Linked DNA regions of Mus musculus: regions 1, 2 and 4 are each linked to region 3. A link is a contact called in public Hi-C and HiChIP or PLAC-seq data. All regions are on one chromosome and are shown on one strand. Each heading gives the region's core, a stretch centred on a gene start, on an enhancer-like site or on the middle of the called end of the contact. The rest is flanking DNA. Distances are from core to core; before and after follow the strand shown. Region 1 overlaps Ppp1r9a (protein phosphatase 1, regulatory subunit 9A). Region 2 overlaps Ppp1r9a (protein phosphatase 1, regulatory subunit 9A). Region 3 overlaps Gm38761 (a long non-coding RNA gene). Region 4 overlaps Ppp1r9a (protein phosphatase 1, regulatory subunit 9A).

The links. Hi-C and Micro-C count contacts between places; a contact is called where the count stands out from the background. HiChIP or PLAC-seq counts read pairs in DNA pulled down with a chosen protein or histone mark.
Region 1: an H3K27ac HiChIP or PLAC-seq map of embryonic stem cells shows a contact between it and region 3, with 9 times the contacts expected there. The contact joins two enhancer-like sites. A contact is called at or near these places in 1 of 39 promoter capture datasets (embryonic stem cells), 6 of 15 datasets of contacts at CTCF or cohesin (the NIH/3T3 cell line, embryonic stem cells and stem cell-derived epiblast-like cells), 85 of 484 Hi-C or Micro-C datasets (the G1E-ER4 cell line, the N1E-115 cell line, adipose-derived mesenchymal stem cells and 20 more), 20 of 115 datasets of contacts at active chromatin or transcription factors (cardiomyocytes, embryonic stem cells, extraembryonic endoderm stem cells and 2 more) and 3 of 9 other capture datasets (adipose tissue, embryonic stem cells and liver).
Region 2: a contact with region 3 is called in an H3K4me3 HiChIP or PLAC-seq map of embryonic stem cells, with 33 read pairs. The contact joins two enhancer-like sites. A contact is called at or near these places in 1 of 39 promoter capture datasets (embryonic stem cells), 3 of 484 Hi-C or Micro-C datasets (all in embryonic stem cells), 7 of 115 datasets of contacts at active chromatin or transcription factors (embryonic stem cells and stem cell-derived neural progenitor cells) and 1 of 9 other capture datasets (embryonic stem cells).
Region 4: a Hi-C map of embryonic stem cells shows a contact between it and region 3, with 2.7 times the contacts expected there. The contact joins two enhancer-like sites. A contact is called at or near these places in 4 of 484 Hi-C or Micro-C datasets (embryonic stem cells and granulocyte-monocyte progenitors), 5 of 115 datasets of contacts at active chromatin or transcription factors (embryonic stem cells and stem cell-derived neural progenitor cells) and 1 of 9 other capture datasets (embryonic stem cells).

The regions. Positions count from the first base shown.
Region 1 is chr6:5,108,008-5,113,233 of GRCm38.p6, reverse strand. It overlaps Ppp1r9a (protein phosphatase 1, regulatory subunit 9A), which reads right to left. Exons shown (of 16, transcript NM_001363809.1): 8 at 2,181-2,234. Among named protein-coding and RNA genes, the nearest start is that of Gm46949, 43 kb to the left of the region's middle. Within about 2 kb of position 2,648, at least 212 of the 459 cell types and tissues checked have an H3K27ac peak or open chromatin away from gene starts, as enhancers often do. A contact at or near this core is called in embryonic stem cells and extraembryonic ectoderm, where this site is marked.
Region 2 is chr6:5,015,935-5,021,697 of GRCm38.p6, reverse strand. All of the region lies in intron 2 of Ppp1r9a (protein phosphatase 1, regulatory subunit 9A), which reads right to left. Among named protein-coding and RNA genes, the nearest start is that of Gm52886, 36 kb to the left of the region's middle. Within about 2 kb of position 2,212, at least 33 of the 459 cell types and tissues checked have an H3K27ac peak or open chromatin away from gene starts, as enhancers often do. A contact at or near this core is called in embryonic stem cells, where this site is marked.
Region 3 is chr6:4,657,166-4,662,524 of GRCm38.p6, reverse strand. It overlaps Gm38761 (a long non-coding RNA gene), which reads right to left. Exons shown (of 2, transcript XR_868766.2): 2 at 1,155-1,661. Among named protein-coding and RNA genes, the nearest start is that of Gm38761, 5.3 kb to the right of the region's middle. Within about 2 kb of position 3,469, at least 5 of the 459 cell types and tissues checked have an H3K27ac peak or open chromatin away from gene starts, as enhancers often do. A contact at or near this core is called in embryonic stem cells and extraembryonic ectoderm, where this site is marked.
Region 4 is chr6:4,979,608-4,984,990 of GRCm38.p6, reverse strand. The region is part of intron 2 of Ppp1r9a (protein phosphatase 1, regulatory subunit 9A); the gene reads right to left. Among named protein-coding and RNA genes, the nearest start is that of Gm52886, 72 kb to the left of the region's middle. Within about 2 kb of position 2,165, at least 72 of the 459 cell types and tissues checked have an H3K27ac peak or open chromatin away from gene starts, as enhancers often do. A contact at or near this core is called in embryonic stem cells, where this site is marked.

The DNA of each region.
Region 1 (5,226 bases), core at 1,399-3,898, 450 kb before region 3:
ATAAAGAGTAGGACAGGAAGTTGATGATTAATTAAGAAGGGAGCGGGGGTGGGAAAGGAGCAGAAGCAAAGGCACTAATGGTGAGGAAGGGACTTAGCTTATGGGTTGTTCTCCTCAACACGTGGGCACGAGGTTCAGGCTTCTAAGAGTTACCACCTGTGTCTCGGGTGGTGACTCAGGTGCCCTTAGAGTCAGAGGGCACCTGTGCTCTCACCACTCTGCATCCTTGCAACACCTCGTGGGCACCCTAACCATTTGAGAGAGTCAGCTCCTGTTACTGTGCTTTTAACCCTTTGGGGGATGTTTCTAGGTTGTTGATTTCAACTGACATGAACACATTCTGTCACTCAGTATATCACAGGGAGTGTTAAATACATCTACAGCTTTTCAAACCTTACTTTATACTATGTATAAAAGACAGGGAAAAAATAAAGGCATTAATAGTTGTCCTGTTAATTTAAATCCCTCCAACGGATCAAAAAGACAGCTCTGTGTAGTTTCTGTCTCTGGAAGTTCTTAGAAACACAGAGTGCAGTTTTTTTTTCTGGGCCTCTTGGTTATAGAGTCCAGGAAAGAGGAAGCCGGTCCAGCGCTGCTCTTAATACAGAACTCATGACACTGAGTTTCAGATGAGGGTTTAAATTGCCCTGACAACCACGTTCTCTTCACCTTGCTACTCTGTCTACCCTTTCTACGTACAAAGCTATCAAGGTTCAAATGACATCCCCATTCTATAGAGCATTGAACAAATGGAGATACACATTCACACAAATGTACACATTTCTATGTCACAAGAATAGTTTTGTGAAAAGTATTTTACTAAATACATGTGGACAAGAGGTTACAAAGTAAAGATTAGTCCCAAACACTGAAGTGAAGAAATCTATATAACATTGATAATAATCACATGTTTTCAAGTGTTATCATATACCAACCTAAAAGGAAAATATAAAATAGTAATTTGTAGACTTTTCTAAATTAATTCTTCATAAATAAATGCCTAAGCCTGTCTATGGGAGCATTTATAAACACAGGGGCTCTTTTCCCTATTTGTAACCAACAGTTTATAAGATCTGCTTTTTAAAGTCAAAAAACAGTTTTCAGATAAAAAGGGCTTGGTTTTTTACAGCATCTTTAATGAATGCTTTATAGCAGTTGTTTAGGTACCAGCCCTGCTAGCTTTAAACTTAAAATTCACGGTGCGCCGCGGACACCATGAATGATGCTGAAATAAGCTTTGACTAGAGAGCTCCAGAGCGTATTAGTCAGGAATGCCACTTAACCAAAGTAGCCAGCTAACTCATCTCCACTTAACCAGCTAACTCATCTCCATTTAACCAGCTAACTCATCTCCATTTAACCAGCTAACTCATCTCCATTTAAAACACATGGAAAACCCAAAGCATGTATTCACTGTGAATCAGAAAACAGATCACTCGACGTAGGCAATAATTATTTTGTAATTTTAAAAAGACTATGGAAACAATACAGCATCGTTTGAAAGCAACTGAAGATATTTTTAAGTCTCTGAAAACATACATTTGATAGAAATGAACAACAATAGCTAGAACTGTATCTTGTACAAGAATTTTACAGTTTCCTTTGATGTCTCACTATTTCATAGAGATTAAAAATATTTTCTTTTATTAATATTTTTCTCTTCAACAAATTTAAATAATGTGAAGTGAGTATATCTCAAGATTTCCAGTAGCAGCTGAATCTAAATTAATTACACAATGCATAGAATGAGCTTATAACTTTACTTCTTAGACATGGGAAGTTTTTCCTAAAAAGAAATTAATGTTCCACATTAAAACAATACATTGCTTCCAGTAAATTAGCTGAAATTATTATAAGGTAAATGACAGAAAGGAGATTTGCTATACCAGCTTATATTTTAGAAATTAATACACAGATGCTTGAGCCATTAAAAATATTATTTTTAATGAAATTTCAGAGAGACTAAACAGTTTAAATCTACTTAAAACACCAAGTGCCCTGTGGCCTTCTCTGGTTATGTGCGGTTATGCTCAGTCTCAAGACAGGTCCATCGATGTACTTAATGTTGGAAATGACCATCTCATGGAAATATGCTCTCAAGTGCACGGGAGCAAATCCATTACTCCCAGAGTATCTGAAGTTTAAAGAGTACAATTCAAACACCACGGAGCGGTGCTTACCTTGGTCTTCAATTTTTGAATCTCTGCTTCTGTAACTGCATGTTTGATTTGCAACTGAAAATTGAAAAGAAAAACATCTCAACTAAGAGTGTTTCTATATTTTTAAAGACTCAGCAGCGAGAAGAATATCTTATGACACAATTAAAAAAATGCTCAGGACCCTGCTGCATTGCAGCAGGTTGTAATTACAAATGTCTAGCATGTAAAATGACTCAGTGGGTGCAAACTAATTAAACATAGGGTTTATGACTCACGGTCCCTAATATCCGATTAAGTTACCAGTTTAATTGCTAAGGGGCCAAAGAAAAGAAAACTCATTTCTTGGCCTCTGCTGCTCTGCCTTTACGATCTGAGCGTCCAGGAGCTGTTTCCTTCCTGAGGCTCGCCCACAGAATGGCTTGAGCCAGCCAGTCAACAGGCCTCGCACAGTGTGAAGAGTCATTCCCACATCGTGCAGAAAGGTGGCGCTGTGGCTCTGTGAGTCGCTCTCACATTCCGCAGAGCAGCTCTGCAGCAGAGGAAGGAGTGGGACGCAGTGGCACAGAAATCTCCGGTTTGTTTTCCGTTTGTGTTCCTTTTTAACCGCAGGAAAGGTACAGATTCAAAATTCTGCCTTCCAAAAGATCTACCTGTATAAAGACTCCAAGCCCCAAAGCATTTTCTTTACAACACAATAGTGGTCTTTGCCATTTGTTTGCTTTACTCCCCCGCCCCCACTCCCTCCCCGACCACGACTGTTTTCCTTCTAGGGGTCATTCATTTCTTTAAGGGCTAAACACCCTTGAATTTAGGGAAAACAGTTTACAGGTTCACAATTTGTTCTCTGGATGTTTTTGATGGGAAGGATGTTTTTGAAATTCCCAATTCTCCCGGTTTTATAGGTCCAAACAGCCCAGTGGAGGGTCTGGGGAGGGAGACACTTTGCAGCCAAGCCCATGAACATTTTCTGCTCTGCAGCTGAGCACAGCCACTAAGTGATGCAGGTGGCACTGTTTCTTTTGGTTATGCTGAATCCTAAATTGGTTTGCCACAAAGTTACTGAAGACCACATCCCACCATCTCACCCCCCCCCCTTTTTTTTTTGTCCAAAGTACTTCGGAGTTAGGACTGTACCGAATCTGGGTTTCTTGGTTTTATGCCACAATCTTAGTGGTCCGTCTCACTCAGATGCCATTAGCAGATACCCAAAGTGTGAGTGTGCCAGGCAAGGAAACTACACCAAGCTTTCTCAGTGAAAAATACTGGCAGAGGTCTTTTGTGCTCACCAGAAATCCTGATCCCTTAGTGAGTACAGCGATGTGGGGAAACTGAGGCTCAGAGCAAATGATCAACCTAACTGTACAAAAAAAACCAACACTAGAACTGGATTAGATCTTGGATATCTAGGTTCTGATCTTGTGCCATTTCTCTAAAAAATTAAAGATGAACTTTATAAGCATCTACTGAGGGGCTCTAGGCAAGATGCTGTAAAGATAACACCCCCCCACACACCTCTCTCAAATAAACAGCCATGATAACCTGCCACTCAAGAATAAAGCCACAAAAGAATATTCTTTAATATACAACATGGAAATGTATATACAACCACAAGGAATTATTTTCCAGAGGTATTATATTCTTAGAGAATAAAGCAAATTCATATGCCTGGATGATTTTTTTCCCATCCATTACTAACAAAAATATCTACTCTGTTGTTTAAACTAATCTGAGTGTGGGCTCTGTTTATAGCTTTCAGTAAGAACGCGCGCGCGCACACACACACACACACACACACACACACACACACGCACACGCACACGCACACGACTAACTGTAACTGAATCAAAATGTCTACGTGTGACTACCAGAAAGGGGCAGGCAGAAGCCTCGTCAGCATCACCTGCAGCACTCCACTTAGCCTGTGCAGGCGTGGAAAATATTTTGGAAGTGAAAAATATTATCTTTGCAGGGGAGTTTTAAGAGTGCTCTAGAACCAGACATTTTCTATCAGATAAGAGCAACATTATCGGCTCTCGTGGCACCAGGGCAGCCTGCCTGGAATTCACACACAACTCTGAGAAACGGTTTCTGCACTGTGTAGACTTTTTTCTATCGTTTATGCACTGGACTGAGGCCTGTTTTGTCTGCAGGGAGCTAATGGAGCTGGAGGTGTTTTTGAAGATATATGATGTTATTAAAATGTAGCAGTGGCAAATCTTTGCCATCTTTTTCTAAGCTTAATAGATGGTGCTTTGGTTTTGGTTGTTTTTTTTTTTTTTTCCAACAAAAGTGGGTTTTATTTCAGGGAACTACATATGCAAAACAAGCTGCAATTAGCTGGTGGAGTCGTAACTCAACCTGGTCAGAAGGTCCCCACCAGGGTGGTGAACTGAGCGCAGGGCAAACCTCTAACAAGGCTGCTTGGATTCTCAGAATGTGGTTATTAATGAGCAACGTGTTGGTTACATCTCTCAGACTGTGATTACAGCTCCTTTAAAAATAAGCATCTGCTTACTGCTAAAGAGGTAACAACTCACAGCTCCCCTTGTCAGTGAACCTTCCACATAGATGGCTTTATTTAGTCTCGAGTTTATTTTTCACAGACTTAAATCACACAGTTTTTAGACTTTGGCTTCCCCTAACAACAAAAGCAGATTTGTTTTCGCTGGTACTAGCAGTTCTGGCTACCAAAGCTGTGGTGGGGATACCTCAGCCCTGTAAAGAGAGGATCCACTCTGACTCAGCCTCTCTCTTCTCTACTTCCCACCCAGGAAGTCAGTCAGAACAACTTTCAATCCGAAGGGCAGAAACTAAAAAACAAAACGAACAAACAAACAAACAAAAAACCCAACAAACAAAAAGCCAAGCCAAGCCAAACTGTTCACAGGGACAGGAGCTCAAGCTATTTAGTGGCTAGGAAGATGTCTGCGTGGGTCAGAGGATTTGTTGCTAGCCTGTAAGGACCTGAGCCTGGATCTCCAGCACCCACATTAAAAACACTGAGCATAATTAGTCACCAAGCACAGACACTATTGCAATACGCCAGCAAGATTTTGCTGAAAGGACC
Region 2 (5,763 bases), core at 963-3,462, 360 kb before region 3:
CGAGGAAGCTTGAATAAAATAACCATAAGAGGCAGATGGAGGAGATGCGTTGGGTGGGAGAGGGGTTGGAGAGAGGAAAGCAGAGGATCAGATGTGGGAGAGATAGAAGAGATGGCTAGATGGCCATGATAATCTACAATTGACCAGGGTAGGCATCTCCAGGACAAGACAGAGACCATAAGCGTACCCAAGAGTCAAAGCGATTAACCTTAGCTGTGACTTACAGCACCTGGGATATGGAACCTGAAGAGGCCATCTTCTATAGCCAAACAGGAACCCCAGTGGAGCAATAGGGACACCAAACCACCCACAAAACTTTCAATCCAAAATGTATCCTATCTACAAGAAATGCAGGGTCAGGGATGGAGCAAAGACTGAGGGAATGGTCAACCAATAACTGGTCCAACTTAAGACCCATCCCATGGGAAAGCACCAGTCCTTGGCACTATTATTGATACTCTGTGTTACGCTTGCAGACAGGAATCAGGACATGGCTGTCCTGAGAGGCTCTAAGCAGCAGCTGACTCAGACAGATACAGACATCCATAGCTTAACAGTGGATGGGGTCGGGGCACTTTTATGGAAGAATAGGAGGAAGGATTATAGCCCCTAAAAGGATAGATAGGAACTCCACAAGAAAACCAACAGAGTCAACTAACCTTGACCCTTAGGGCTCTCAGAGACTGAACCATCAACCAAAGATCATATGCAGGCTGGACCTAGGCCTCTCCACTCATATGTAGCAGATATACAGTTTGGTCTCCATGTGGGTCCCAAACAATAGGAATAGGGGCTATCCCAAAAGCTGTTGCCTGTACCTTGGTTATATTCTTCTAGCTGGGCTGCCTTGTCTGGCCTCAGTGGGAAAGAAAAGTACTTAGCCTATAAGAGACTTGAAGTTCCAAGGGGGGGATAGACAGGGAGGGCCTCACCTGCTCAAAGAGAAGGGGCTGGGATGGTGGGAAGGATTGTGGGAGGGAGTGACGGGGAGGGGCAGTGAACAGGACTTGAAGAAGGAGCCTTTGCCTTGTTTCCTAGCTCAGAATTTCTGAGAAGAAAGGTACAATCACCTTTGTTCCTGACAGTAAAGGTCTTTTGTCTCTGGTTACTTTCAATTTTCTCCTTCATTCTCCTCCTGGAGATTTGTTCCTGGTTTTTAAAAAAGTTGCTTAAATTTTTTTTTTCTTACCTTTACCTTTTTGGAAAACTATGCACATATTTTCTTGCTGCTGTTTGTCATGGTAGTTGGTTTAGTGATGTTTAGCCTATGTTTTGTGGTAGCTGCCAGTCAGGTCAGGCCTGCTTGGTTTAGTTGGCTCCCTTTTGGCTATGGAGTGAGTGGATGAGACTTTTGATGGCTTGGACTGGATGACAGCTGAATGACTTTTAGTCCTTGCAGCAGAGTTGTGTAAGAGACAAGGGATGGGTAACATGCACAGTGGGAAGTGAAGAAACCACAGAGGGAGGAAGGCCCAACTCTTCCTCACACCTTCCTTTGAAGGGGCCATCAAGCTAACCACGCCCTGGAATGGGCTCTCCCTGTACTGTTCCTTTGAAATGAGCAGCTTTGCCTCACAGCTAGAGGGAAGGAAGGAACCAAGCAGATATCTAGCAGAATCAGAAAAAGACCAGGAACTGCCCAGGGAGTTCTTCCAAGGTTACTGTCGCTGTGCCCTTGTATTCAGCAAGCATTGTTTCCAATGGCTGTGCACATATGCAAAGACAATTTTCGATTTTCCCTACTCCCCACCCAACCCGCCACCCCCATCCCCGTGTGTGCATACGTGCTTGGGTGATGTGATTGGATTTGTTATGTCACTTCTGGAGGGCCCTGTATAAAGTAAAATCTGAATTAGAAACGTTGATATGCTTTGCTCTTATCAGCCTGTCTTTTATCGTAGTGACTTTAGCCGTGAATCTTGCCATAGGCGAGAAAATGTTTTTTGGTTTTTTGCTGCTTTTTTTTTTTTGGAGGGGGGGGTGGTTTTACAATGCTGTGGAATGTAGGTTTCTCATACTTACTAAACAAAACTCCTACCTGCACGTTACACCCTTTGCTGGAAGCCTACACTTGTGCCACAGGCCCGGTAGTTTTCACTTCTAGAATGTGGGAGCTCAAGGTCAGCGAGAACTAGCTTAGGGCCTCAGGAGGTATTTCCTGATCAGTCAAGGAAGTCCCCACACAGCACATGATCTTCTACATTCTCAGCAACAGAGGAAAACTTCCAAACTCCCTTAGTACCTCATTCCTTCTCCTTTTGTTCATCACTGTTTGTACCAAACACATTATTGTCCTGCGGTGGGAATGTTCAATTGTTTGTGTCACGACCTCCCGCGGCCACCAAAACAACCTAAACACAATAAAAGAGCTCTGAATTCTGAAATCACAGCAGGTGACAAGTGGAAGCTTCCTGGAGACACAGGAAGGACAGAACCCAAGGAGCTCCAAGGTGACTTCCTGGGAGTGGATGTCACCAAGGATTTTGATTTTAGGATTACTAGAGCACTGGGCAGGTGGGGGGGTAAGGTTAGCAGGATAAATTAATTTGTCTCACTATTTGCTGCTCTCTTCTACCCTGCCGTCTTCCTGGGATAAATGGTTCATAGTCCTGCGGGCCCACATCAGGCAGCACTGGTTCAGGCCGTCACTCTAGGGTGGCTTTCACGTGCAAACTGGGGCCCTGTGCCACCTTTGGGTCACTACCTTGTATCCTTGTGGTGTGCTTGGCTGCACTGTGGAGAAATTCTACCCCTATGCTTTCAATTCACTAACTTAGGCTCTAAGGTTCCACGCAGAGCTCTTTCTGCTCATTGTTGTACCTATCTTTAAAAATTGTGTTTGGACTTTTTAAAGAATAACTTAGATAGCTCTTTCTAAAGCGTTTAAGCACAGAAACAAAAATACTCACTTTAATTTACTTATGTAATAATTCTTCCATGTTTGATAATATAAGAGCAATGTTGACTGATTTTCTCATCATGAAGTTTACTTTTTAAATGTTTGCTTCCTTAAATGGTTGGATATTTCTGACTGAATGTTAGACTTGTGAGTTTAATCTAACCTTGCTCTTCTGCCCCCAGGGCTCTTTGTTCTGGGCTGTGATGGGTTATACGGAACCCTCATGTCTACACGGGACTTGACTTCAGCTGTGTCAGGGAGACACAAACCACTTTTACCTTCAAGCTTTGCCCTATCGGTTCTTCACAGTTAATGGGATGGCCGTGTATCGGTGAGCAGGAAACGCAACGTGTGGGCTTTCTGCCTTCCAATCTGTTCTTTCATGGTCAGACCTTGAGTAATTTCCTCAAGTGCTCTGTTAAAAGATCACTGTTGAGAGTAGACAGTGAGGTGACCCCTGTGTAAGTCCCTGGTTGTGCCCCACACTGACCCTGTCCCCAGATGTCTCAGCTTCCTGACACTCACCCATCCATCTCCACAATGGCTCCAGGCTCTTCCTGTATCACACATAACTTACTTAGGCTTTAACTTCCTTTAAGGAAAGCTCATTTAGATTCTTTTCTGTCTTTGGCACTGCCTGCCCTTCACAGCCATTATTGCATCCTGCCTTCTTCTGTCCAGGCAAAATTTATGAGGGAGCAATCCTTGCTTGCACATAATGACCGAAAGCAAAGCTGGAATAGTCTAGTTACAGAGATGCTTCAGTAGTTTCTGTGATCTCTCTTGTTACTTCCTCTGTACCACTTCTAAGACCTAGTCAGTGTCATGCAACCTTCAAAACATGTCTCTTTTGCATGAGGTTTATTTTGAGGTTGTTTTTCTTTTTCTTTTTTTTTTTTTTTTTGAGAAAAAAATAGCAGTCACAAGAGAAATTTTGAAAACATAAATTTTGAAAATAAAAGTAGAGAAGTCTCTATTTTTTTTTTTTTAAGTAAAACAAAATTTATTAAGGAAATACTTGACTTTGAGACTGTTTCTCTCTGCACCAAGACAGAAAGGATGACTTTCAGGGCCAACTCCTATCCCCAGTGAAGGTTCCAGTGCTCTGTCTAAGGAACCTCACCATTGTTTGCCTGCTTCCCGGGACATCGAACAGCAGCTTACCTTACACAGAATCTCCTTCTTTAAAAGCTAAACAAAATTATCTTTTGTGTATGGCTGCTTTGCCTACTCAGATACCCATGGACCACTGGCATTCTTGATGTCTCTAGTGGACAAAAGAGGGTTTCAGAACTGGAGTTACAGCAGAGTGCCAGACCTCTGGAAGAGCTTTCAGTTGCTCCTAACTGCTGAGCCATCTCTTCAGCTCCACAAACTTCTAGCCCTGGAAAAGCTTACTCTATTTTGTGTGATTTTATTAAAAGTCATAGATAAACTGAACCAAACTTTTCACAACTTCTTTTCTTTCTAACTTGCAACTAGATACGGTTTCTGGAAATGGCAATATTTTAAAACAGCAGTTTCCAGACAAGGCTCAGCTGCTATTTTCCTTTGCGTGTTCACGGCAGATGTGTATAGCCCCAATCTCACTCTTCCTAATTTGTCTCACTACATGACAAATGCTTCTAGGATTGCTAACAACAAGACGATTGTGCAGTTATTCTCCAGCTCTCATAACTCTATGATTCTTTGTAAAAGACCACCAAATATACTCACAATTTATTACAAAGAAAGATTGCCTACTAATTCCTTCAGATGTTTGAAAGTTATTAAACTATTTCTAAATATTATTGCTTAGCTTTGTTTTCAGCCCTGGTGTGCTTGTGCATGACAACCAGGACCAGTAGCCCTGAGCTATACCGGCGTGGTAGCATAGTTTTATGAGAAATTAATAGAAGAAACCACATCTAACAGTCAATAAAGGGGTAACAAAAGCCCACCTTGGATTGATGGAAATTATATGTAACTATCCCTCCTTCCTATGTCCTCCAGCCTGTGCCTCTGTGCATTGTCATCACCTTGACATCTAAGGATTGCTTCCCTTGCTATTTGAAGCATCAAGGTAAAAGCCATTGTCCATGCCTTGCTTTCCTTATATATGATAGAGTTATGATAGATATGATTTCATAATATGTGGGGAAGTGAGGGGAGAGTGCAGACCTACAATTAGAAATGGGCATAACTGAAAGGGTAATGCATGACCTGATTGAATGTCACATGGGATCCCGAGCCTGGACTTTCATGTGAAATAATGCTGGCCAAACGATGATAACAGAGCAAAGTTTCAGTGTCAGTGTGACAGGTCCGCAGGTAATCGTGCATGCAGCCAAGGCTGAGGACCTAGGTTCAATCCCTAGGACCCAGCGGTAGGAGAAAATCCACTTCTGCAAAATGTCCTCTGACTTCCACAGGCACACTGTAGAATTGCTTTTTTCTTGTTTATTCTGTTTCTGTATTTGGACATTAAATGTACCTTGCTTCTGTAAATAAGTTAAATAAATAATCAAATTGAAATAAAACGTTAGATATAGCTAGCTAGATCTCTGAGACTAAGTTGACTGAACTTATGTCTTAGCATAGATATCAGGTAGGTACCTCTGTCTGCTCCTCTGAAATACAAGCCCTGACAGTTCATTTCCTCTCTTGAACCACTAGTGTTTAATAGCTGCCCGAATTCACTTCAACTGAATGACTTCACAGGAAACCATCAGAAGGTCATGGTGGACCATGTTTACTCAAGCAATTATTTTGACGTCCCTTTCTTAAACTGGACCTCCATTCAACAATATTCCTTTCAAACATAATTAAGGCCCAAATCACTTCTAATTGGCATAAAAAGTCCTTTCATAATATGTAATAAAAGA
Region 3 (5,359 bases), core at 2,220-4,719:
AGGCTGAACTATCAATATAAGGACGAAGAAAAATATAAGCATTAAGAAGAGCCAGATAAACAATCACAAACAAGTAAGAAAAATCACCTTTAAAACTGGCTAATATAGTGGGATAGAGATTTAATATAAAGACAACTATATATATATATATATATATATATATATATATATATATATATACTAGTTACAAGGTACTAGGGAGATGTTCCTCACTTAAAATGACAGCCAAACAATAACCAAACATCAGCAACTAAAACATCTAGGAATGAATTGTCCTGGGGGAATTTTATGTAACTGGAAATTTCAAAATGCCACCATGATGATCACAAAAAGACTTGCATAAGTGAAAAAGTCCACCATTTCTGAACTTAAGAACCAAAGAATATCATTTATCCTGCAGTTAGTAAAGCTTGTTTTATTTGTGAGACTAGGATATTTTTGGAAGTAGAGAAGTTAACTTTAAATATAATTGGGAAAAGTAAGCATAACAATTGTTAACAGGCAGGCTGGAGAGATGGCTCAGGGGCTAAGAGCACTTACTGCTCTTCCATAGGTCCTTAGTTCAATTCCCAGCAACCAAATGGTAGCATACAACCATCTGTAATGGTGATCCAATACCCTGTTCTGGTGTGTCTGAAGACAGCTATAGTGTACTCATGTAAATAAAATAAATAAATCTTATAAAAATTGTTAGTAGGCTTCTTATTAAAAAATAGAGAAGGATTCTTTCACCAGTAATAGGTAACTTTTACAGTGTATTGTGAGGTAAAGAAACTGGAATCCTCTGCAATTAACACTGTGGGAAGTTGCTGCGTAAATGTCGGTGACACTATGAAAATATTGTTTCGTATATACCTAGTGGTCTAGGGACATGCTATAGTCAACAAGAAGTCACTTACGGAAAAGACAGACTACTTGAAAATTGGTTCTGGCAACAGAGTGGTCATCTGAAACAAAACTAAATTGGATTCTAGCATACACCACTCAGGTCTAAACGACTGTCAGCTTTTCTTTATTGCTTCCTTTGTTAAAGAAGAATGGGAAATCCTATTTATTCAAAAAGTATTCAAATGCAAACGTCCTAAGATGGCAGATTGACACAATCTATTCTCTGAAAAAAATCTTCTCTTGTAGAACAAAACAATAAACAAAAGGCAGAGTGAGAAAATGTATTTATATTTTACATCATTGACAATGAGCTAATCTCCCAATTATATAAAGAATTATTAACAGTTTGTAAGAAGGGGAAAAAAGCAATGGATAAGCATTGCTTAGGTCTAGACACCTGTACAGCCCACACATGTATTTATATACTGAAATTAACACTGCCAAGCTTTGGTATGAGAGGGTGGGACCTTTGTGGAGTAATGAGGGCACGCAGATGAATTCCCCCATGCAGGACATCAGCAGTGTGACAAGAGGGGCTTCAGAGACCTACATGCCTTACCCCTCCACCATGGGGATATGGAGAGAAGGCTGCTGTCTCTGATACTGGCACGAGGACCTCACAGACGGGGTCTGCTGACATCTCCATCTAGGTCTTCCCAGACTTCAGGAGTGAGAGGAATAAATTTCTAGCTTCTTGGCCACTCTTCTGTTAGCCTTTTTGTTAAGGCAGCCTCATAGACTGAGAGGGCAAGCAATCGCACCAAATTGTTCACCTGGAGAGAAACATGAATGCCTTTTAAACTTGTGACAGAGTCTGCAGTGACACTGCAGTATTAAGGGAGAGCTACGGTGTTGGGAGAGACTAGAGTGTTGCTATGGGAGGTGTACAGCCCCAAGGGCGCCAAGGAGGGCAGGCTCCCTGAATAACATTAAGAGTGCATGTTCCCCACAACTCAGTAATTCCACATCTGATGATGTCTCTCATACAGGCACTCTTATAAGTGCGAAATGACATATAAGCAAGGCTATTTGTGCTGTGGCACTTTTAATATGATTTGAATGGAGTTAACAGTATCAGTACTTAAAGATTATGGTGGCATGTTACCATGCCAACGACTTAGAGCCACACTATGTGATGGTTAAAAAAGAAGAAGATACAGAGGGCCACAGTGATAATAAAGTATCTGTCATTTGTGAGGATTTGAGTTCAATCTTGAGTTGGATAGTGACACATGAAGGGGACAGTCGCAGGCTGAGCTCTAGATGACTGGCCAGCTGCTCTAACCTGGCCAGTTCCAGGCACAGAGAGATCTCATCTCAGAAAACCAAAGTGGATGGCACCGGAAAGTTGTCCTTCCACAGACACACACACACACACACACACACACACACACACACACACACACACACACATACACTCACACTCACTCACACACACACACACACACTCACACTCACTCACACACACACACACTCACTCACACTCTCTCTCTCACACACACACTCACTCACACACTCTCTCTCTCACACACACACACACACACACACACACACACACACACTCACACTCACTCTCACACATATTCTCTGTCTTTCTTGCTCACTTTCTCTCCCCCCCCCCCCCCTACAATGGAAAGGTAGTATCTTAATAGAGAAAGACACTAAGGAATATTTTTAGGTGAGAAAAAGCTCAAAACTCTGGTATGTTTTATGTTAGGAGGGGAAAAAAATAGCAATTTTCTTTGCCATCTTTGAAACAAATTTTCAAGAACACAAGAAGCTAAGAGACAGGATTCCTTGTAGTTGGGTGGTAGAAAGCACAAGAACTGGGCAAACCAGGAAAACCTGAAACTTTGTGCTACTTCTCCTTAGGACGTTTTACATTTTGAACTACCAAAATCTATTTCCATATAACAATAAATACATAACCAAACATTTTGTCCTTGGAAGAAGTTAGTGACCGGTGCTGGTAACTACACAGCCAAGTGTCTTGATCTTGGGAGAGAGGTTAGTGGCAGGTGGTGGCTCCCGCATACCTTCCCATCTCAGCAGACTTTCTGTCTCCTCTGGCTTTTAAAGATAACCAGAACCCTGGAGGCTCCGCGAGGAATGCCGACCCTCTGGAACCTTCTTTCTGATCTCACCGAGTGATAGACCGATCTCTCCACTGATTTTTTTTTTATTTTTTTATTTTAATGGCTAGATTCTTCCTGTAAATGAAGCATGCACTCCCGCTTCGTGGCGGGATCACTGCGATTTAAGTTTCTGTCTCCTAAAATGTCCGCTCTTACTCACAGTCCTGCTCGGATTAGAACTGTGGAAAACTATGGAACCCCGGGCCTGGCACGGAAGACTCAAGGCCGTAGAAAAGAATTAAAAACTAGACGATTACAACACAGAAGAGAAAAATAATTCACAATGACTAAGTAAGACTCAAAAGCAAGCTATCAGCACATCCGTGAAAGTGCAAAACTCCGGCCAGTGTCAGCCATATCGCTTTTGGCTCACTGACTTAGCAAATGTAGGCGTGAGCTGCTAGAGGGACACAGGGTGACAGAAAGCTTTTGTCTGCACGCTAAAACCCTCACCAGAACGGCCATCTTTCTTGCACACCGTGATTGCACACCGTGATTGAGCTGCGGGAAGCACTAAGGGCTGGTAGTTTTTACAGGAAGACCTTAGAATTTGCTCTCAGTCACGGACAGTCGGGGCTCTGGACATTCATACCTACATTGGCGGGGTCCCAGACAACACAGACAGTGTCACAGAAAGCCCACAGTAGCACATTTCAAAAGGAAAAAAAAAAAGTGACGTAAACACAAAGTGTCAGTAGGCTACTGAGAACGACTAGCTTTGCTGTGATCCGAGTTCTTTCTGAGTTAGCTAGTTATGAAATGAAAACCAATGCGCTGAAATGAACTGTTCTATGCTGCCGTACACACTAGAAAGCAGCAGCCACAAGTTAGACAACACCTTGATTAAAATAATTTTAAAATCCTTATATAAGGATATTAAAAGTAAGCACATTAAACTTTTTTTCTACTTTGCTTTTTAATTTTGTTTTTTTTTTTTTTTTGACTAAGAGAAATTATGATTGTGTGAATTTTATTTTCTTTTGTTTGTATGACTAAGCCATTCTTTCTGCATCGGAGATTAAAATTAAATTATATTTTGTCTCCCTCCATTCTTTGCTTATTAAAATACTGTGTTCTCTGTATTATTAATTTTCACATACATATGACTATCCCTGTTTTTTTTTTCTGTTTTTTGCATGGAGCATGAGAATTTAATTGTAAATTCTGGTTTATCATTATTATTAACTATAAATGATCCCTTAATTTTTTATTTTTGTTTTCAGGCTTTAGTAACTTGTATGTTAGCTCCAGAGATCTTTAAGTACTCAGCCAAGGTAGGTTATTGCGATTGTCCTGGAAGTGTTGCTCTGAGATGCCGGCTATAAATGCACTATATAGGATGGCAGTGGACAGATAACCCCCACTTTAAACCTTGGGAACAGCCTTGGTGTTATTAGAAGTTCTGTCTGTCTGTGACTACTGATCCCAGCCACGGCCAGGCATGACAAAGGTATTAACTGACCATACACCTTTTCAATACTTGGCATCTCTGATGGACAGTCTTAGTTCTAGGGTCCCCACCACCCTCACTATGATTTCTTGACACTGTTGTGACACATCTTCTTAAGGATCCTGGCACACACACTGTTCTGTGTGTAAATGTCACAGCCTGCAAAGGGGCTTTGTCTGTGGACCCCTGCTATGTCATTTCTCCCTTCTTTTTCACAAGTATTTCCCATAGCCGATCTTTTAGACATCTAATTCCTTTTGCTTTCTGGGTACACAGCAGGCAGCTAGAGAAGTTTGAGAAGATAGATGGTAAAAATGAAGTTACGTTAGGAGGCCAGAGTATTCTGTTCAATTGTCAATGAAGAGCCATTATTAAGTAGAACATGGATCATGGCTACTCAGCATAAGATGCTAATATAATTGCCAAAGCTTTCCCGGAGGTTGATTTGATCAAATGTCCTAGAGGAGGAAAGAGCTTTTACAAGTGTGATAATTGGGACTTTTGAAAGTTTCAAGAAGAATAAGGACAGTGAAGAGAGTTCTGTAGACGATGTAGAGGAATTCTGGGCAGTTAACAGCCATAGACTAGGTTTTAAAGCTGCAGTGTCTATTTGGGAACTTCCAGAGAGGACCTCATATCCTGAGATGCAAAAGCAACACAGCTGAGAAGTAATTTCAGGATTTAGTGACCTGAATGTTAGCTCCAGAGGTCTTTAAGTACTCAGATCGGGAACCCACTGAATGTAAAAATATCTTGTCTTTTCCTCATACAGTTCTATGGACATTAAACACGCATGCCGTTGCTTCAGTGAAAGAAAGAAATAACCAGGCATTTGAAGAAAATTTGACATTGATACCTAGAGACCCAAAGTATCACGACAGCTGTG
Region 4 (5,383 bases), core at 916-3,415, 320 kb before region 3:
ATTTCAATGATATGAATTTCAGATCCAATCTTGGAAACCTCTACTGTGTGACACAAAGTGTCATTAGATTAGTGTCTAGAAAACCAACATCTATAATATGCAAATATGGGTCAGTCTCTTTCCCTGATCTCAATTTGTGCAAAACAAAGTTATATGAAAACATTTTTCAACAAAACAATCAATAAAGTTTTTAGGGGTACATAACGAAATACAGACTAGCACTCCTAACCTAGAAATTGAAAATGCCTCGCCGGGCATGGTGGCGCACACCTTTAATCCCAGCACTTGGGAGACAGAGGCAGGCGGATCTCTGAGTTCGAGGCCAGCCTGGTCTACAGAGTGAGTTCCAGGACAGCCAGGGCTACACAGAGAAACCCTGTCTCGAAAAAACAACAACAACAACAAAAAAACAAACAAACAAAAAGAAATAGAAAATGCTGAAAAATATGAAACTGTGAAGTTTTAGAAGCCTAACTGGACATCAGTGCAAACAACCCAGAACCCAGCAGCACAGCCGCTCTGGCCCCCAGCAGGCTGGGAGGAGTTCCAAACCCTGCAGCACCTCCTGGCTATCCAGCGCACCACTGCATGCTGAGCAAGCTCAGCTTACTCAACTTGTTGATTTCAATAACAACCTAAAAGTAGGATTGAATGGTGGTTTCCGTAAGAGCGTCTTACTAGCTGATTGGAAATTTGTAATTTCAGTAAATACCTCTCATTTGCGTTCTTACCTTGACACACACACATCACTATTTTAGAGAAGCTCGTGCTCTGAGACAACTGTACAGTGTTATCCTGCTGGTGGCTTGAATCCCAGAGCTGGGATCTAAACATGGGAACATTTGCAAAAAGAGATTTAATCTTAGAACTGAAGGATAATCTGAGACAGGGGACAGAGTAAGTGATGGTCGAGATAGGATGCAGCCCCAGATCCTTCTACACAGCCAATGTCACGGGCAACACACAGCGATACAGTGCATGAGCACAAGACTACTCAAGCTGCCACACTCGGGAACACTTTCTGCCCTTCAGTAACAATAAAACAGATAGACGCAAGGTATGTCAGCAGCAATGAATATCAGTTCTGATTCTCAACGCGTGAACTGGAAATAAGAAGTCAAAATGTGGCCCAAATAATTTTGCTCAAAGCAAACAACTATGGTCTATATAAAAACAGAGTTTTGACATAGGCGACTCCAGGACTTGGTTAGGTAATATTCCATACGTGGGCATTAATTGTGACAATTTTAACAACAGCATGTCATGAATCTGCCATACCTAGTAGTTATTTACCAAACTTACTAAGAAAAACAAGTCATAACACACATGGCTTTTATAATTACCTAGAACTAAACAGGCCTTCTGGGCTCCTTTTATTCAACTATGATAAAACTGTTAAATATCATTTCAAATTGTGTTTGAATTGTTTACAATTTAATACCATAATTAATTGCCTGGTATGAGAGGGACATAGGTTATGAAGATAGATACCATGAAAGGGAACAAGAGGAAGTGAGAGGGTAGGGTAAGGCAAAAGAATATGTAACACGGAAGCAGAAAGGAAGCCCGAGGGGAAGTGGGATATTGGAGGGGGGAAAATCGGGAGTGGGGACAACAGAAACATCTTGGTTGAAAATGTCAACATGGAAGCTAGGTAATACTTCTCTGAATGCTAATGAAAATCTGACTGACTTCCAATGGGCTCAAAACTTGCCCACATTTCAGAACACCAGAAAGGTTCCTTCACACAAGACTTGCTAATAGTGATAGCAAGGGTGCCATTCAACGATGTTTACCCTCCTTTAAGGCTTATGGCCTTGCCGTATGAAAAAGACCGTGACAGCAGTGTGAGCGGGAAGGACTTGGTAGAAAGAGCACACAGAGCCTCTATATGTCTGTGCTCATCAATGCTCCAGTGTCTAGGACAGCGTTTGGGAGCACCCTCCCAGAGGCAGAAAGGATTAAATGAGGCTCTTCAAGCAGAAGGCTCAGCTGTGATACATGCACCCAAAACAGAAGCTGTTTGCCTTGGCTCTTTAAGAATACCTTCTGAGGCTTTCTTGGGACCGACTGGCAAGCAGACTGCTCACACGGAACTCCTTGTTTGCTCAAGCATGGGTGAAAGAGTGAAAGCACAACGTTTGCTCAGCAAAGCTACCTTCCTGCTGCAGGCTCCACTCAAAGAGGCCATTATGTCAATGCAGCCCCACCTCACGCTACCGCTGCAGTGCCCCATTCCTGTCGCCAGGGAACATCTGGGTGCCAAACTCATTTGTGTATGTTAAACAGAATGGTCTTTGTGTATTAAGTACACTAGAGTAGAACTCAGGAACATATTTTGAGTGTTAAACCTCAAAGAAGGCATTTGTTTTTAATATATAAAAAAGCAGATTTGTTTGAATCTTGCACAGAAAACTTACTGTCTATTTAGACAACCACAGTATCTTTTTTATAATCCTAGAAAGCATATCTGATATTTAAATCACTGTGACTTCAAATTAAAATTTACCTAAGCTAACTACATGTATATGAATACTACATTAAATTTACTATCAACTTTTTGCAAGAGTGAGACTATGCTGCCCTGATCATTCTGCCTCCATTTCCAAAATATTGCGAAAACAGAATGTGTCACATTTTATTAAATTTTAAATTTCCTTTCAGCAGAGCATTTGTGATCAATATTTTAAGTTATTCCAAATATTTACTATAAAATGCAAATTCACGTTTTATATTTTCTTTTAATTTTATCTATATTCATGATTATAAATCCTAGCTAATCCAGACTGGATTTGCACCTTTGATTTGCTTTTACTCTGACTAGTCAACATGGCATCAGAGAACCACATTATCTGAAAAGACTAAACATGATCTCTGCTTAGATACTGTTGATCTGCTTCTAGTGCTCCAAGACAATGCAGCATAGTAAAGATAATTTATCCACAGTCACAAGATAGAATTCCAAAAAGGCCCTGTGATGATCTCTCAGGGCTCTAAATTTACAAGGCAGGAAAGAATGAAATACAAACTCTGGAAGCTTATTCTAAAGTCTAAATAAATGAAAATAAATGACATTAAAAGTGCACTCGGTGGAGAGAACTCATGGAAAGCCATAAAACGCACAGGAAGCAAAGACAAGTGAAACTCTTTTATATGACACAGCTGAACCTACAATTTCTCAAAAACAAAACAAAATATTTGAAATATTTTCATTTGTCTATGTCTTAAGACTCAATTTGAAGTAGTCAAATGAGTTCGGATCATATCCAGCCAAGAAGCCATCCTTACCATCATACCTGTCCCCTGCATGCTGGTTCTAAATCTCTACTGTCAACATAACTGGATTCTGTCATTATGACTGGATTCAGAGTCACCTAAGAAACCACATCTGAGCATATTCGTGAAGCCTTTCCAGAGAAGGTTAACCAACGGGGAAAGCCCCATCCTAGTGTGGAGAGAGTACCTTCCCATTAGGATGAGGTTTTGGGTTAAAATTATAAAAAGATGGTAAGAGGAGGCACCAGCTAAGCATCAATCTCTGTCTCTGCTTCCTGACTCCAAACAAAATGCAACCAGCAGACGCATGTTCATGCCGTCACAGCTAGAGCCTCTCTCTGCCACTCCTTCCCCAGGATGGACCATCTACCCAATTAGTGATCCACAACAAGCCCTTCCTTCCCTCTGCCTTCTGCTGCTTCTATCAGTATCTCGACAATCCACCTCGCAAAGTGGCTAGTGCATCTTTTATAATCCATTCTCTACCCCCAGAGCTACACAAAACTGTCCAGCTTTATGCCACTGAAGAATTCTTTAGATTTTCTAGAGCTATGCCTAAGTAGTATGTTCAACACACGTTCCTTTGTGGGGAGTTTCATTTAAATGCAATTTGGGATTGATGGATGAGGCTTACTTCTTTTTGTTGTTGAGAATTGGACCACCGAATAGATAGAACACTGCTATCCACTCCCTTCATGATGACACTTGGGTTGTTTCCAGTTTTGACTACTACAAATAAAAGATGTGTGTGAATATCACATCTATGTGGGTACACTCTTGTCCCTCTTATGTCCACAACCAGGAATGGAATATGCCTTGGAGGCCAGGTGATTAACTTTTTAAGCAATTGTCATATTAAATATTAAATGATGCTCATATTGACATTCACCCCAACTCTGTGTCACTGCTCCTATGACTCCATCTGCACGCCCTTCTAATGGTGCATCTAATGATAGGGACACTGTAACTTTACCACTAATTTCTCTGATGCCAGATTATGCTCATAAACCTTTTATATGCCATGGTCCTTTATTAAATATGATTTTATAATGCCCATAACTGTTTCCACTTCTCACTTCCCATCCAAGGAACTCTATGAGAAAGTTCTTGAGTCTCCCTCTGCCCCTGGAACCCTGACTTTGTCTCTTCAGAATGAAGAAAGCTTTTGTTTGTTTGTTTTTTGGTTTTTGTTTTGTTTTGTTTTGTTTTGTTTTTTCCTGTTCTTTGTATCTGGAGTAGAGCTCAGGGCTTCCTGCTGGGTATCTTGTCACTCCAGTACTAAACCACAAGCAAGCTAAGCCCTAAAGCTTTCTTTACATCTGAAAAGCTCAGTTCAAAGGAAAAAGAAAAGCAAAGGAAAAGACACTGCAGGTTGTGACCTTGAGAGAAGGTTTGAGCTGCAGTCAGGACAACTGCTTCCTCCATTTGGAGATGTCCTTTTGTCCTGGAGGCGAGCCTGACTAAGTGACATCTTGATGCATATGCCCCACACTGTTACTTTCCAACTGGTCATACATCCCCTTACACTAGCTCCTAAGTTGTACTCCACATAGCAATGAAAGAAAGACAGCGGCCTGAAACGAACCAGCAGTTCTTTCTTTTTTCACAACAGAATTCAAATGCAGGCCGCACAGCTGAAGGGAAACCTGCTCAATCCGATATTCAGATATAATCCAATATCCGTGCTTCCTACACTCTTACACGTTAGCGTAACCTCCCTTTCTGAAGTCTCTTTCCCAGGTGACCTTAGTCGTGCCTTTCATTAAAAGGGAGTATACTGTCATGCCCACTGCCAGGAACCTGCTCTTAGATCTAGTGCCCCAACCCTCACGAAATGTATTTTGCCACCTTTATTATATTCTTGATTCATTGAAAATATGGAGCTAACACCATTTTGAAGTGCTTTCTTAAAATTATGTGGCTATTTTATGTATCTTAAATTGCAGACATATACATTTATTCATATGTGTGTGTTTCCATGTGTACACTGTATATTAACCCCTTGAGCTAAGATTTTAGCTATTTTTCAAATGTTCATAGCTTTAAATGTTGCTCTACGCATTTTCCTCTAAGTCCTTCACAAGGAAGAGGAATGGATGGAAAGTGC